Linked DNA regions of Mus musculus: region 2 is linked to region 1. A link is a contact called in public Hi-C data. All regions are on one chromosome and are shown on one strand. Each heading gives the region's core, a stretch centred on a gene start, on an enhancer-like site or on the middle of the called end of the contact. The rest is flanking DNA. Distances are from core to core; before and after follow the strand shown.

Evidence for each region. A called contact is a pair of places that touch in the nucleus more often than the background predicts.
Region 2: a contact with region 1 is called in a Hi-C map of the N1E-115 cell line, with 5 times the contacts expected there. The contact joins two enhancer-like sites.

Annotation. Positions count from the first base shown.
Region 1 is chr11:74,860,979-74,863,866 of GRCm38.p6, reverse strand. All of the region lies in intron 11 of Sgsm2 (small G protein signaling modulator 2), which reads left to right. Among named protein-coding and RNA genes, the nearest start is that of Mir6926, 5.8 kb to the left of the region's middle. Within about 2 kb of position 1,531, at least 28 of the 459 cell types and tissues checked have an H3K27ac peak or open chromatin away from gene starts, as enhancers often do. A contact at or near this core is called in the N1E-115 cell line, where this site is marked.
Region 2 is chr11:75,397,974-75,401,017 of GRCm38.p6, reverse strand. It overlaps Smyd4 (SET and MYND domain containing 4), which reads right to left. Exons shown (of 11, transcript NM_001102611.1): 6 at 1,235-1,417; 7 at 573-736. Among named protein-coding and RNA genes, the nearest start is that of Serpinf1, 23 kb to the left of the region's middle. Within about 2 kb of position 1,562, at least 70 of the 459 cell types and tissues checked have an H3K27ac peak or open chromatin away from gene starts, as enhancers often do. A contact at or near this core is called in the N1E-115 cell line, where this site is marked.

The DNA of each region.
Region 1 (2,888 bases), core at 282-2,781:
CCACCCTCTCCTAATAACTACAGAAGGTTCTTAGCCCCCTACCCTGTTCCCACTATACCTTGCAGGTTCAAGGTGATCTCAGTCTCCAGCCATCCACCTCCAGGAGGGCAGTCTCCTGCTCAGGGACTAGGGCCCTCATGCCTCTGCCTCTCTCGCTATTCTCTTTGAGCAGTCACTATTAACTACCACCACCTAGCGGCCAGCCGAGCGGCCTCGGTGGACGATGATGAGGAAGAGGAGGATAAACTACACGCGATGCTCTCAATGATCTGCTCGCGGAACCTCACAGCTCCCAATCCGATGAAAGGTTTTTATCCCTCCCTGTCCCTGACTCACCTCATCCTCCACCCTAACCCCTCTGGGCTCACTTGCCACCCACTGCAGGGGCTCAAACAGCAGTGTTGGCATTAGGGGACTTATGCGCAGGGCCATTTCCTCTGTCAGAGGCAGATCAGTTGAGGACACAAGGAGCCAAGATCAGTACTGGCAAGAAGAGGGGATGTGCAGAGCAAATGGTTCTGAGTGAGGAAAGGAGGCTCTATGCTGAGAGAGAGAGCCACTGAGGAGGAGGGCTGGCCACCTGATGGCCTCTTGGGGACTGGAATGGCTCTCAGAGCCTCTCCCTGTTCCTGCCAATCATGTTGACAAATGCCAGGTTGTGGTCTCTTTCATTCTGTCTGCTGACAGGAAAGCCAGCCTACAGCCTTGTGCTTCTGACTGTGACTTAAGAAGACAGGGGCAGAGGAGGGACTGGATAGAGTCCCCAGAAGAGGCTGGCTCTAAGGATTGGTCTTCCCATGGGAGGCCTGTAGTATATGGCCTGGTACTTTGGCATGAAGCTAAAAATGCTTACCACAGAGTGTCCAGGAACAGTCTAGGCTCCCAGCAGCAGTGGGAATTCCTGCCCACAGGCCCCTGGCTCACTGTGTGGAGCTGAGCAAGTACTTTAACATCTCCAGACTTGGTTTTCTCACTGGTGCTCAGTGCTGTGCCACTGGTGTTACCCAGGTGACCCATACTCTAGGACCTCAACTTCCACGGTGGCTAGGATCTCCTTCTCTGGAGACAACACAGGACAGTAGTCGCGGCCCCTCAGCATGCCTCTGTGCACTGGATTCTTTTTTTTTTTTTAACATAGAGCTGTTTCAGTGAGAAGGAGCCCTCTTTGGAGAAACATCAACCAGGGAGGGGCTCCAGGAAAGGCTGGACAGAGACGCTGAGGATAGACTAGATCTTAGGTGCTAGAATTTTCCAATCCCCACCATATCTGTGCCACAGAGTTTTAACTGATCTTGCTTTTACAAAGGGAATCTACTACATTATACTCCTTACGGAGATGCTGTTGATGCGGTGTCTCTCCTTACACTTCTGTAGAGTTCTTCTAAAGGCCACAGTGTCCTCAGCGAGTCACTCAGCTTGCAATGACTCCTACTCCTGCCAGCCAGGCCCGTGGCTCAGAACACACCCAGTACCCATCAGGCAGCTCTGCCAGCTGCTCTTGTCCCTGCCACAGTTCTGCCCCTTCCTTTTCAGTTCTGTAGGCCCTGGGATACCCCACTTACTAGGTTGCTGACACACACACTTGCCATCTAGCTGTCTGCACCACAGGCTTGGACAACACTGTTTGCAGGTTAGCTGGCCTTGAGGAATGCGGGAAGGTTGACCTCATCATCCTTCAAACCGGCATCTTGGCAGTAGTGACACCACTGACTGCTGGGGGGAATGGCACACACTCCTGTAATCCCAGCACTTTGGGGGTGGAAGGAAGAGGGTCAGAAGGTCAGGATGAGCCTTAGCTACATAGGGAGCTTGAAGCTAGCCCAGGCTACTTGAGATCTCAGAAGAAAAAAGCAAGCCCACTAGCTAATATTAGGACTGAGGCCTCGAAATCAGACGAATTTCTAGGCCCAGAGGGTCCAGCGGCCTTGGGAGTAGTTTGGATAGCCTTTTGTCGAGTTTGGGAATTAGACCAACCCACTGGGTAGCCCCTGTGACCCCAGCACTTGGGGGAGGGGTAGCAGTATGAGAAGAAAATCTCGAGGGAAGTGGGAAGAAGGGATGGGGTGGAGCCCCCTGTGCACTCCAGTCCATAATGACAACACTGTTGAGTTCTGCAGCCATGGCTTTTTCAGGCCTGCAACATGCTTGACTTGTGCATGTGATTAAGTGGCGGGGTGTCCAGGTCTCTTCCCTCCCCCGCCCCGTTTCCTGCTGTCCCCCCACCCCACCCCCCACAGAGCAGAGATGCTGTTCACTCTAATTCTGCTCCAGGCCAGGCACCTTTCACTCGGAGTCCTAGGAGCTGTGTGGTTCACCCACCTTGATGGTTCACTTTAGACTTTCCTCATGCTCAGAGGAGAGAGTCAGAGTCAAAGCTGACCCAGCAGACCCCTGTCCAGCCTGCTGCCTCACCAGTCACTCACCCAGTCACTTCAGAGCTCCAGCTGTCTACACTGGGCTGTCACAGTGTAGAGAGTGTGCAGTGCTGGCTGGTTCAGCTCCTTCCTGGAGAATTAAGGTGAAGAGCATTCACCCAGGAGATGTGCCTTGGTTGGGCCCAACTTTCTGGGCACTGAGCTTGTTTCCCTCTGTGCCCATCCTCCACCCCCTGCACCTGTTACCATCCCTGCCTGCTGCCTGCTGCCTGCCTGGCTGGGCTGACTCCTCCCCACCCACCTCTGTCCCTACCCTGGCTCCTCCCACACCTGGCCTTCTGCCTGCTGCAGGGGTAGGCTCTAAACCCCCCACCACCTGCACTTACCCTCTCTGTTCCCAGAGTCTTCGGCATGGCTTGCAACCCCTCACTCCCAGAGCCGCAGCCCCCCTACCAAACATATCCCCTTAATTGACCTCCTGGTGGAGCTGAAGGTCCAGATACTGACACAATC
Region 2 (3,044 bases), core at 313-2,812, 540 kb before region 1:
CTGGCAGTAGCACCCAAGGGTCTGCTCTCATGCTCTCCACTGTGGCTCTTCCCTCTGGGTCAAAGGCTGAGGGAAAACTATGTGGGTCGGATTTTCCCACAGTTACTACAGAGTGTGTCTGATGAGGCCAGCACAGAGAGATGGAATTGAACAGACAGAAAATCCACAATCTGGGTCCCCAGATTAAACCATCTCTGAAATAGCTCCTTGGAATGGTGATCTCTTAGATGGGGTGTCACTTGAGACTGGCCTCCGACTTGAGATCCTTCTTCCTCAGCCTCCTGAGTGCTAGGGTTACCAGTACCCAAGTGCTAGGCCTGATGCACAACTTTTGATGACTTATTTGAGCAAGTAAATTTCTAGGGCTTTTTTTTTTTTTTTTTTTTTGGTCCCTTTGTGTAATTTAAGATTTTGTGTCACTTATAGGGAAAATATTAGGAAATACAACCTGTGTTTTCTGCAGGACCGGGCGACATGTAGGGAGGAGTTACAAGAAGGGAAGCAGGAATGGTTCTCCTGGCGACTGACAACCTTTAGCTGGAGCCCTGCCCCTGGGAACAGCAGAGATTTACCTGCATGAGCGCTCTGCAAGTCTTACAACAGAAGGCTTCCCATCTGGGAGCTGCAGCTGCTCTCAGTGTCTCAGCGTGACAGGCCCCACAGCGGCAGTCAAAGAAGTACTGAGAACTCAGCCTCTGCTGCCTCTCAGCAACGCCCATCCGGCTCTCGTGAGGCCCTGGAGAGAGATTACCCACAGTTCCTAGTCACACCAAGAGAGTCAATGCCTACTCTACCGAGGGGCTGGCCTAGTCATCACGTGACTGGCATGGTGGTGCTGGGTTGGGGTCCTGGCTCAGTGATAGACACTAGCCTAGCCTATATGAGGTTGGGTACTCTGCCCTATCATCTCAGAAAAAACAACAAAACACGGGTGAAAGTGGATACGTTTCCAAGCTGCTGGGGCAGGAAGAAAGAAGCCAAGAAAGTGCTCCTCGCTCATTTTCAGGATAGGCTGTCTACAAGGCATGGAGGGATATGGCTCACTGCCCTCAACGGGCTTTTTTATTACAGCCAGAAGACCTTTTTTATTGGCCCAAGGATGCATTGCCCTTTCCAGGAAAGACTCAGAGGATGAGTAGAGGCACTGGGCCCATATCTGCTGATTCCTGTCCCCTTATCCTTTTCATGTGAGGTGTGAGGCACAGCAGGGTAGTGGAAAGAAAGGCTGGCTCACCATAGCAGTGCAGAATCTCCTGTCCTTTTGCGATCCTCTGTGCTGCCCGGACGGTGGCGACAGTGCCAGTGAAGGACACACTGGTGTTGGGCCTGCAGGAGTGGTTCAGGAGGCTGACAACAGGGAAGATGCCTGTGGCAAGGCGTATCTGCCTGCTGTTGGTAATGATGCTCTCGTTAGACCCTGGAAGTGCAAGAACAGAAGGAAATGTGCGTCAGGACATTTGTCCCGTCCTTGTCATCTATTCCCCAGAAGATGAACTGAGCAGCTGGGCCTGAAGCCCATCTGAGTCATGGCTCTGCAGCCGGATCCGACAGAAATCAGATGGAACATGACTCATCGCAAACTCTGGTCCCCAGGAAGCAAAGTGAATGAGCACACACCGAAGCCTAACCATTATGTCTGTGTGCCACTCAAAACCCCAAGACTAGAATTTATAAAAAAAATAATCAAAAAGGGATTACCAGTGGGGTGCTTTCTAGACAGTTTCATAATACTTGTAGGACGCAGAAGCATAGCACTCCTAAGATTATCTCCCCACGATGTTTGAAGTCTAGGTGCTTTGGTTCAACTGCTCTTTGGTTGGCTACTAGAACGAGCATCCTGTCAGTGTAGCTCAGTTTATTTACTTACGCACCTTAAGTGTGTGCAAAACCCCGCAGCCTTCTTCATCCTACCCTTTGTCTAAAATTTTTGGAAACTGCTCTGCAGTCTCAGGTAAGCAAACCGTCTGTCCATGTTTTATTGAAGGTAGTCACTGCTCTGAAATCTCAGAGAAGCAAACTGTCTGTGCATGTTTTATTGAAGGTAGTCTTATGCCTCAGACAACCTCTTTTGTAGTACAGTCAGCTAGCACGACAACTGCAAGGAAGGAAGAAAGGGGCCTCTAGGCAGTGATGCCGGTCTCTATGAACTTCCATTCACACATATGTGAGTTCCTCATACCATGTGCACGGCTATGCTTAGTTAGGTTAGATTTCTGTTGCTATGGCAAAACTCTATTTTAAAAAAAGCAAAGGAAAGGTATGCTGAGGGATGCATGCTTGTAATTCTAACATTTGAGAGGCTGGGAAGAGAGGCTCAGCCTGGGCCATATAACTGATCTTGGCTTAAACAAAACCAAAAAAACCCCCCAAAAAACAGGCAGCAAAAGATGAGTTGGTTAACAAAAGTTAACAGTGGTCAAGGCGCTGGCAAGTGGACCTGGGAGACATGTAAGACCCAAGCTCTAACAGCCTACCTGCTCTTTAAACAAAATGCTAACTGATTTGGTTATGGAGTTTCTCAGGCCAAAGAAGTTCAGAAGCAGAGATCCTCCACGCGGGGAACACACAGCAGGGTTTTCTGGCAGTGGCAGGATAGTGATAGACCAGAGGAGGCAGAAAACAACTGTGTGAAACACAACAGCCTTGGGGCACACAAAAGGCCATCCCCACTCCAGGTTCATCACACACGCAACATTTCATTTAACTAGAGGCTTCTAACTGCATACCTACGAGGTCTTTGTAATAGACAAACATATGCCAGAAATAGGTATGATACATGTAAGATCGGCTACCTAGAAAGGCTTAAATTATGATCACAGCTTCGGTTTAAGCAGGAGGGAAATAATATTTCCAATAATCTGGGTGAAATGTGCAAAACACTGACTCTTAAAGGCAAACGGTTTTGTAAAAAAGTGGGAAACGATCAGACAACTGTGGTGTCACTGTCCGCGTGCCAGGAATCCTAACTAACCGCTTATCAGAAGTAACTAGTCTGGATACAAATGTAATGAACAAAGGAAACACCACGAACCATCATGTGAAAA